Linked DNA regions of Mus musculus: region 2 is linked to region 1. Evidence: chromatin contacts called from public HiChIP or PLAC-seq data. All regions are on one chromosome and are shown on one strand. The core of a region is the stretch at or near the end of the contact, and the rest is flanking DNA. Distances in the headings are between cores, read along the strand shown.

Region 1 (4,652 bases), core at 132-2,631:
GAGATCCCCATAACTATATAGGGATTTCTCTAACAGGGAAGAGAATGAAAGATACCTCACCATATATATGGACTGACCCAGGCTCTCATGAAAAGGGGGGTCCCTAGAGGAGAGCGGCAGCAGGTTCAAACTTTAAAGAACAGTTTGGTAGGTAAAGGGGAGGAGTTTGTGTGGCAGAAAGAGCCCAGTTCAGGTGCCAGGGGGTTAAGGTTTTTGTCCCTTCTCTGACTCCTACAGGCTGGAAGAGATTGCATGCACCTTTTCTTTCTCAGAAGTACTGTTTGGTTAGACAGATGAACTTTGAAAGCAGCCCTGTGGGCCTGTGGGTCCTTGTGACGGCATCTAAAGCAACCCAGATCCCAAGGGAGGTAGTCTTTCTCACACTTGCTTGGCGCCCAGCACCATGTCTGACACAGCAGATATTTACTGAAGGCAGTGATGCTCGAATGACAAACACTAAGATCAACCTCTTGGACAAAATTGGAACCCATCCTGTCTTTTGATCACCAAGTCACTTGGGATTTCTGCTTCCTATCATAAGGAGTAAGATGGCAGCGAGAGAGACATCCTTGAGCCTCTTGTTGGCAAAGCCTCGAATGAATGATAAAGCGGGTCACAGAATAAGCAACTCTACAGATCACAGACCCGTGAGAAAGCCGGTTTGAGCCAGTTTACATTTACTGAGCACCAACTGTGCCTCCATTTGTTTTCAAGTAGCTCGGGGTCTCAGAGGGCTGCACAGAAGACCTTGGTGGCTTTGAAACGCTAATGCCCCTCAGTGACAAGCTGAGTTACCTCAGGTGAGGAGGCCATGGTGTCTTTCTTAGCTTTCTTCCATTTTCATTTGTAAAGTAAAATGGAAACCGCTCCGCAGCACCACGTTATGGGAAGGAAATTAGCACGTGGAGGCAGAGCGCTTCATAAATGCTAGTTATTATGGTTCCTCTGGGCGCACAAGTCCGTTTGCCTCCCCCTCCCCCCAGGGCACACAGACGTGTTCACACTCCCACGTAAGTATAGATGCACAGAGGCGTGAGCTAACGCCAGCGGAAGGAGCTCAGGGGTCCTTAGACCCAAAACCCAGGTTGGAACCCGTGGAGAAGCTGCCGGGTCTTCAGCTTCCGTCTTTTTTTCTCAATTCTTTATGAATGAACTAAAGCCGAAAGGAGTTTATTTTTTTATGAATGGAAGTCCAAAAAGTGAATGAAGCCAGGAGCCAGCCCCTACTTTCTGATTGGTCTTCGTGGCTGGGAAACTCCTCCCTCAAGCTCAGCTAGCCGAGTCTGAGGATTGGCGGGCGTGCCCGGCCCTGGGGTTTCATTCACAAAAGTCAATGAAACAAAGGGAACCGGTGGGGAGGGGCGGGGGAAGAGCGAGAACGGAGGCCAAGGCAAAGGAAATGCACCAATCAGCTGCTCCCCCGGGCTCACAACTGTCTGCTGCGCCCGGAAAACAAGCCGGGGCTCTGGGGACCCGGGGCTCAGGCCGCCTCGCTCCGGCCTAGCCCCGCCACCTTAGTTGTGTCATCCCCCGGGCATGCTGAGCATCCCCCCGCGGCTCCGGCACAGACGCCCGGACCTCAGGTGAAGCTGCGGAAGGGGAAGGAAGGGAGAGTGTCTGTGATTTCCCCGCTTCATCTCCCACACACCACACTCTCTCTGTTCGGCGCCCGCTTCCGCACATTCCGGGGCGGGGGTGGGAGGCGTCGGGATTCGAGGCTGGAGGGGGCGCCTGAGTTATGGGCGTGCGAATGGTGTGCGCCGCGCGCGCGCGCCCACATACACACACACACACTCACACACGCGCGCACACACACACGCACACACACGTCTTATGTAACCCAGTTCGGGCTGAGCAGGGCTGCAGAAAGCAGACACACCAACCCCAGCTCAAGGGAGCAGGTGGGACCTCCTTTGGCGGGAGAGGAGTGGCGGTGGAGGCGCTCGGCCGCGCAGGTCCCAGCGAGTCGGAGAAGTTTCGCTGTCCGATCCAAAGCCTCGCGATCGCCCCCTCCCCCCCGCAGCGCTCCCGGGACCGTGTGCGAACTGCCTCCCCCCTCCCAGGTCTCTGCCTCCGCGCGGGGGCCCGGCCCTGTGGCCGGAGGGAGCGGCCGGATGGAGCGGAGGATGAAAGGCGGATACTTGGACCAGCGAGTGCCCTACACCTTCTGCAGCGTGAGCGCCGCGCCGGCCTCCACGCCCGCCCCCGCCCCGCACCCCGCCCCTACTCGCCCCGCAGCCCCCTCCCGGGGGGTCTCAGTGGGTCCAGGACCGCCTGGCCCCTGAGCCACCCCGGGACCCCACCCCCAACCCCAAGCTAGACTCCTCAGGGTGATTCGGGGGCATTCTTCCCCCCTCCTTCCAGCAGAAATCTCCCGGAAATGGGAGCTTGGGCGAAGCGCTGATGGTCCCGCAGGGAAAGCTCATGGACCCGGGCTCCCTGCCGCCTTCCGACTCAGAAGGTAAAGAAACAGACAAACTGCGACCCCTCTGCTTAATCCACGTACATCCATCCCAAAGCCTTATCCTGGACTTCCCCAACCCACGTTTCCCCAAAAGTCAAACCACTCATTCTTCTCCGTCCCTTATCACCAGTGGGGAGGCTGTAACCCGGGCTCGCCAGGTCTCTTCCCCATATTATCGCCACCTCTTCACCAATCCAATATTCACCCATCAGATCTCTTCCAGGACCTCAGTCACTTCCAAGAGACGTGGCTCGCAGAAGGTGAGTAGTTTTGTTTCCTTCCTAAAATTAGAAGTGGGACATGGGGGGCGGGGGGTTCTTGTCTGTCTCAAGGAGTCCTTCAACCCCATCTCTCCAGTCCCTAACCATGTCACTCTCCCCGGTGCCCAGTGTGGACACATATCGATATTTATTTTCTCGCCCGGAGCCAGGCTTGTATAACTAGGCCTGGGGATGAATCAGACTATTGTGTGGGGTATTTGCTTATTTGAATGGATTTTGGCCCAAGGCCCGTTTTTTTTTTTTTTTTTTTTTCCTAGTTGAAAATTTCATTTGCAGAGTTTGTCTGGCAGGAGGCTCCTGGCCTAGGTGTAGTGTTGGGGTGTTGAGGTATTGAAAGAGAGCAATGAGAAACGGGAGGAATAAGGAGTAATTTATTACCTATCTTCTGGAGTTGCTGGAACCTTGCTTGGTTTTTTACTCTCTTCATTTCACTTCTTCCTAACTCCGAGGGCCAATTTACTGACCAAGCCAAAATAACAACAAAAGTTTCAATACTTCTTTTCTTGGCACTTTGGCAGAGAAGATTCAGGGCTGCCTCCCCAAATAGCCTTGATTATAATTCCAGTGGCAACTGGTCCTCCCTCCATCCCTCTTGAATACCTCCACCCCCAGGCAATGTTCCCCTTCCTGTATGCTGGAGGGTTGGTTGTAAGTCCTAGCCAGGATGGGGTCAGTGGCCCAGCCTGGGCTGGGTGGAGCAGATGTCCTAGTTGGATTCTAGCTGTGGTGTTTTGGTGAGGTTAGTTAGCCTGAGGGTGATGCTGGCAGGGCTGCCAGTGGAAGGAGGCATGGTGACTTACAGTCTCTGAGATTCAGGAAGCATTAGCATCCCCATCTTCGCTCTCACCTCCTTTTGTGTTAATACTCTAAATACTCCAGAAACCAAAAGTGAATTTTTTCTTGAGGTCTTTTCCTAAGGGATTCATTCCCCATTCTTCCACTGTGGGTACCTTTCTTTTGGAATTTCAAAGCTCTCCACCTCTTCACCAATCCAATCCACCTCTCACAGGATTCTCTATAGGAGAAGCCTGGATAAGAAGGAAAGGGGACCACTAAGTAGGTTTGTGGAATGGGATGAGGTCTGTCTTGGCCATCGTCTCAAACACACACTCACACACATAAAATTATTGCTGTTGTCATATTATTATTTATTATTATTATTGTGGTGGTGATGATGGCAGAGAATGACTGTTTAGCATGGAGTTTATCCTCCAAAATGTGGAATGGGGGTGGGGAGGTCTGGGTATAGTGTGCCTCTTCCTCTGCTGCATGCCTGAGTGCCCAGCTCCCAGTTGCATGTAGAGCTTTGTTGGGTAGGCTTACCCTTCTTCAGGTTCTGGAGCTGAAGAACTCAGGGTCTCCATGGGCTTTCAAAAACCTTCTTTTTTATCAACTAGTTACTGATTTTGGTCTGGCTCTCTGGGTTTCCTCCCTGCCCATCAGCTGAGGGCCCCCACAGTGGCCAGCTCCCCAGTTGTGAGTTAGATAGGAGTGGGCTCAGGGTGGCCTTTTGGCAGCATTTGGTCTATTTGAATGACATGGAAAGGAAAATGTTCTCTCCACCCCACCATGGAAGACCCTCCCCTTGGTGGTGGGTCTGGTGATAGTCCATGTGTCTGTCTGCCTGTCTGTCTGTGTGTGTCAGTGTGACAGCAAGTGCGTGTGCGCACAGGCATGCGCACACGTATACACGCGTGTTACATACTGCTGCCTTGGGAGTCCCTGTACATTTAAATCCAGTGGGTGGGGAGATGGGGGTGGGGAATGCTAGGGGGGGGGCTGGGATCTCCTTGGTTCCCTCTCCTTCCTCCTGAGGGAGCAGCTCAGGTTCCCAGCTGGCGATGGATGGCCAGGCCTGAGGGGGGGGTGGGATGCTGAGGCCACTCGCTCCTCTCTCTGCGGAGACA
Region 2 (5,186 bases), core at 1,775-4,274, 660 kb before region 1:
GGCCTCTGCATCAGCTCCTGCCTCCAGATTCCAGTCCTGCTTGAGTTCCTGTCCTGACTTCCTCCACTGATGAGCTATGATCTGGAAGTGTAAGCCAAATAAACCCTTTCCTCCCCAACTTGCTTTTTGGTCCTGGTGTTTTTCGTCAAGTCAATAGAAACCCTGAGACAATGCCTTTCCTCAGCATACCACCCTACTCCCATTCCTCCTTAATAACGGTCCTATTTCTATCACATTTTTAGAAAGTAAGGAAAAAGAAAGCTGAGACAACTTTCAGTAGGGGAGCAGTCGTTTACTATGTCCAAGACCCTGAGTTCAATCTTCAGTACTGAGGGTGGGGAGAAAGACAGAGGAGGGTGATGTGGAGAGGAGAAGGGGGATGTGGAGAGGAAAGGGGAGGGGAGGAAAGGGGGTAGGGGAGGACAGGAGAGAAGAGAGGAGAGGAGGGAGGCTGGAGAGATGGCTCAATGGTTAAGAGCACTGACTGCTCTTCCAGAGGTCCCAAGTTCAATTCCCAGCAGCCACATGGTGGCTCACAACCATCTGTAATGACACAAAAATCTGTCAGAGAGCTGACACCCTCTTCTGAAGACAGCTATAATTGTACTCATAATACATAAAATAAATAAATAAATCTTAGGAAAAAAAGAAGGAGAAGAAGAAGAGGAGAGGTGAGGTGAGGCGGAAGGAGGCATGGAAGGAGGGGAGTGGTGAGGAGATATCAGTGGGTGCTGGTGGAGGCGCCACTTCCCGAAGTCTTCAAAGGGAAGCCAGGTAGTCAAGGACAGGGCTCTGACGGTTGATCTGAGGCAATGAAAGAGCCGTTCCCTGCATGGAGCAAAGTGTTCAGAAAAAAAAAATTTCTGCCAGTAACAAGGGGGCAAGTTCTGGCAAAGAGGGAGTTGCTGAGGCTGGAGCCGGGTGGGGAGGGCCCTGGGGTACTTGTTTGTTAGGGAGGCAGGGGTGGTGGCTGAGCAGACACGCCTTGAACACTGAATTCAATGCTACGTGTCCAGGGACAGAAGAGGTGCATATATTCACCTCACCAGAGCCCATACTTGATTGTACCCAGAGGGGTAAAATGGTAAATCCTGATAACAATGATTTGACATCCATGCATGGCAAGTTCCAGAACAGGTTTCTAGCTGGGTGACTGAATATCTAAGTAAAGATTAAGCCGTGATCCTTGAATACCAGCCAAATTTCCTCTGGAGTCAGTCAGTCATTGCAACTGAATGGCCCAGACCACCTATCTTGATCCCAGCAAAGCATTTTAGCCTTGGGCCTCACGGACGAGAGAAATGTGAGCGGGATTGTAGTGGCTGGGATTTTAGATCTGAATGATCCTGATAAAACTGGGGTGCGGTGGGGGGGTCTCTCTGGGGTGTCTCAGCTCCATGTCAACTCTGGGCTGCCTAGAGACATCAGGAGATCCTTGAACGAAGGCAGCAGTAGCCTCTCTGCCCCACAGATAACTCCTGGCTGTGGCAGGCACAGGGATAATACAGTGGGCAAGCAAGGCAGATTCCAGGGAGCTCTGACAGATTGTGAAGTCGGCTTGAGACCAACACGATGAAATTCACCAAGGAAGAGCGCTAAAGCCTGCACTTAGGTTCCAAAAAAAAAAAAAAAAAAAAAAAAAAAGTTACATAAGCACAGAACTGGGAAATATGGTTACACGGAAATCTCTATTAAAAAGGAAGAGATGCTGCGTGCAATCCCCTCTACCCTTGGCTGGCTACTCCAGGGTCTGAGGTGGGGGGCGGGGGCGGTGAGAAGAAGGAGGAGGAAGAGGAAACAGATGGAAATGAGGGGAGGAGAAAGAAAGAAGGAAAAGAGGGAAAGAGGAAAGGAAGGGATGAAGGGAAAGACCTGGTGACTTTGCCCCCTTAAGTAGAGAGACTTAGTCAGAGGGAAGCCTGCTGCGTCCCCTAGGGGAAGCCATCCTTGTCATAGGTCTCCTGGGTAGCAGGCTGTGCTGAAGAGGTGACTGGGCAGAGAGAACGACGCAAAACAGAAGCTAAGGGATAGTGACAGCCAGAAACGATAAGGAGAGAAAGGTTGTTTGGGAGCTTGTCTTCAAACATGGGGTTCAGCGAAGGAAGATCCAGTTTGTCAATCAGGATGCCGGAACCAATGGGATTCTTTTGTGGGGGGAGGCGTCTGCTTCCACTTCTACAAAACCTCTCTAGCCAGATGTCTCCTCCAGAAGGAGGTCTTATTACTCCAAGGGAGGCAAGCCCCTCCCCGGCCAACAATAGCACCACTTACTGCACCGGTGCACCTGTCAGACTTGTGTCAGAGGACCAGGAACTGGCTATGTAGAGCAAAGTGGCCTTGAACTCACAGAGCTCTTCCTGTTGGGATAAAAGGTGCCTGGCATTCCTCCACCATCACCCCGAACCACCCCTCACACACACCTTGGTATCTCAACCACGTTACTAGGTAGAGATTATTATGATTGTCACTTTAAAGGATAAGTGAGGCTGAATATAGCGGCTTGCATTTGAAATCCCAACACTCTGGAAGCGGAGGCAGGAAAAGGGCCATGAGTTCGAGGTCATTCTGAACTTCAGACCATCCTCTTTAAAGCAAGAGAGGCTAAGAAGGCTGTAAGGAACTTGTCTTGCCTGTTTCTGAATGGAAGTCATGGGGGGCGGGGGAGGAGGCTGACATGACCACAGGTCAGCTTCCCAATGTTGGATGGAGACCGCAGCCTCCTCAACACTACGGAGCTCTCGGTGTGGGAGAAGAAAATTCTCACTCTTTCCAACTACAGCCCTTAGGAGTAGGCAATAGCCATTCTCCTACCCCTCAATTTTACACCACATCTCAAGAGCTCTCCAACCCCAACCCGGGTAATTGCCCCCTAATCGCTGCACTCCATTGCTGTCTGGAATCTTGGGTTACCGGGTGGGGGCTGCCGGGTGGGCTGCAGGCAGAGCCGGGCCTCGAGGGGGCGGTGCCCGCTGGCCCGCCGTGCCGGGTGTCGACTGCAGGGGGCGCTGGCGGCCGCTCCGGGCAGAGACAATCGCGCCGAGCGGGCGCCGCAGCCGGAGCGGGAGCCCAACCCGGAGCTGCACAGAGCGGTGCAGAACTGGGGCTGAGCGGGGCCGGCCGATCAGGGCCGGGCGGCAACGATGGACCGCTAGGGCCCGGCCGAGCCCCGCGATGCCGCCGCCGAGTGGCCCCGGCGTCCTCGCGCGGCTGCTGCCGCTGCTGGGGCTGCTGCTCGGCGGCGCCTCCCGGGCTCCCGGCAAGTCTCCGCCGGAGCCCCCCAGCCCGCAGGGTGAGTATCGGCCTCGAGGGGCGGCGATCGTGGGCCTGTACCCTGTGATCGGCTGCCACCGCTGGCCCCCTCTTCACGGTGCTAGTGACTTGGGATGCATTCTGCTCCCAGGATGGCGGGGGGAAGGCGACCTGAGATCGGTGCTTCTGGGGGAGAGATTGGGGGACTGTTTGCTGCGGGGGTCTTGGGGAGACACAATGGAGAGGGCGAGGGTCTCCAGGCTCGGCGCTGCCGCCTCCTCCGACTTGTTTTTCTCCCTCCTGGTCCGCGAGGCACTGCAGCCAGAGCTATTGTCTGCGGAAGACACCCGCCCAGGGGCGGGCTGGGGCGGGCGCCGGCTCCGCAGCCCCCCGCGGGTCCCTAGCTGCGACCCAGGCTGGGTGGGGGCGCAGACATCGGCTGCCACCCTGGCCGGACTGGGGCTGGGAGCTTAGAGCTGGGCTGCGAGGGGGGAGGGGAGAGGGGGAGTGGGTGAGGCTGTAGGCGGGATTGACTGCTCGAATGGGGTTTTCACCCAGGAGCCTGACAGCTTCTAGCCAATCCCCCCCCAGGTTTAGAATTTGGGGCTCACCGAATAAACACTGATCAGCTCATGCTAGAGGGAGGGGATGCATTTGGAAGGGGGGGGGCGAGTACAGGCGTTATTGTGATTCCCGGCTCAAGGCGCATGGCAGGGCTGTGGTCACGGAGCCATGCTGAGCTGGCTGGCTAGCTGTGGGCAGTACCAGCTGAGAGGGCAGGTGTCTGGGTCCTTGTCCAGCCTGTCTCTTGCTACTACTCTCTTCTACCAGCTTCCCTTCTTCATTTCACTCATTCCCCCGCCCCCAAAGGAGACCCTGACCCTCCTAACGCCTAACCTGGCCCACATGGGTGTGTGAGGTGAAGGTAGAGCTGGCCCCTGCATTGGGAGCTGGACACCCTGACTCCACAGCTCACTCGTGGGTGCTCTGGGCCTCTCTTCTCCTCATCCCTGCTTCCCTCTCCCACCTTTCTGGTTCCTGCGCCACCACCCCACAATTGCTCTTCCTTCCCTGCCTGCGGTTCCATCCTGAAACAGTGTTCTTTGCTCCTTATGCCACCCCCCCCCCACACACACACACACCAGAAGCTAGCAGGAAAGGCGGAAGGCGGGGGTCTGGTTGAGGGAAGTAGGGTCCGGATGAAGGAAGGAGGTCGGATTTCCTCCTGGAACAAGGCAGGGCTAGCCAAGTGGAGAGATGCAGATACTGTATGGAATGCCAAGCTTTGAGGGTGGGGAGGGATCTTCCTGTGCCTCAGTCTCCCCTAATCTCCCAGAGAAGAGGCCCAAGCTAAGAAGCTTCTCCTCCTCCAAGGCCCAGGGGAGGGAGGAAGGGCCCAGGGAATTGGCTGGAATACAGCCAGAATAAGGGGCTCTCTCAGGCAGCTGGCGGGGAGCCCAGGCTGTGGGGAAGCAGGGAAAGGAGTCTGCTAGACACCTGCCCCACCTCCCAGCTTGGTGCTGACTTTCCTTCCGGCCTTACCTGCCCACCTCTGTTTTGTTTCCCAGGTCCCTCCTCTACCTCTTTTGAGGCTTTGGCCCTTGAGCCAAAAGGCTTCCCTCAAGTGACAAAATTTCAGACTCCAGGATCCTCTCTTCCCAGCTGCTTTCTCCAGCTGTTCCTAAGCCTAGAATGGGGCTGGGAGCAGTCAGACTCTTTTAGCTTCTCAGAATTCCTACTGGGGCAGGAGACTGCCACTCCTTGGAGAGCCAGCGTGGGAGTGGGCAGAGTGGGTGCCCCACCCTAACAAGCTAGACTCTGGCCTATCCTGGAGAGGGAGGTGGGCTCTGGGAATAGCTGGATGGGATGCCAGGACCAGGCGTGGTATCCTGCTTTGGAAGCCTGAGAAGAGACACCTGTCACTGTGGAGTGTCAAG

The links. HiChIP or PLAC-seq counts read pairs in DNA pulled down with a chosen protein or histone mark.
Region 2: a FOXA1 HiChIP or PLAC-seq map of pancreatic cancer cells shows a contact between it and region 1. The contact joins the promoter of Fam171a2 here to the promoter of Etv4 in region 1. A contact is called at or near these places in 1 of 484 Hi-C or Micro-C datasets (embryonic stem cells) and 1 of 115 datasets of contacts at active chromatin or transcription factors (pancreatic cancer cells).

Annotation. Positions count from the first base shown.
Region 1 is chr11:101,782,039-101,786,690 of GRCm38.p6, reverse strand. Etv4 (ets variant 4) reads left to right here and starts at 1,381. Exons shown (of 13, transcript NM_001316365.1): 1 at 1,381-1,583; 2 at 2,064-2,174; 3 at 2,368-2,461; 4 at 2,677-2,724. The coding sequence starts at 2,115. Gm39392 (a long non-coding RNA gene) reads right to left here and starts at 1,370. Exons shown (of 3, transcript XR_880221.3): 1 at 1-1,370.
Region 2 is chr11:102,445,501-102,450,686 of GRCm38.p6, reverse strand. It overlaps Fam171a2 (family with sequence similarity 171, member A2), which reads left to right and starts at 3,024. Exons shown (of 8, transcript NM_199200.2): 1 at 3,024-3,289. The coding sequence starts at 3,172.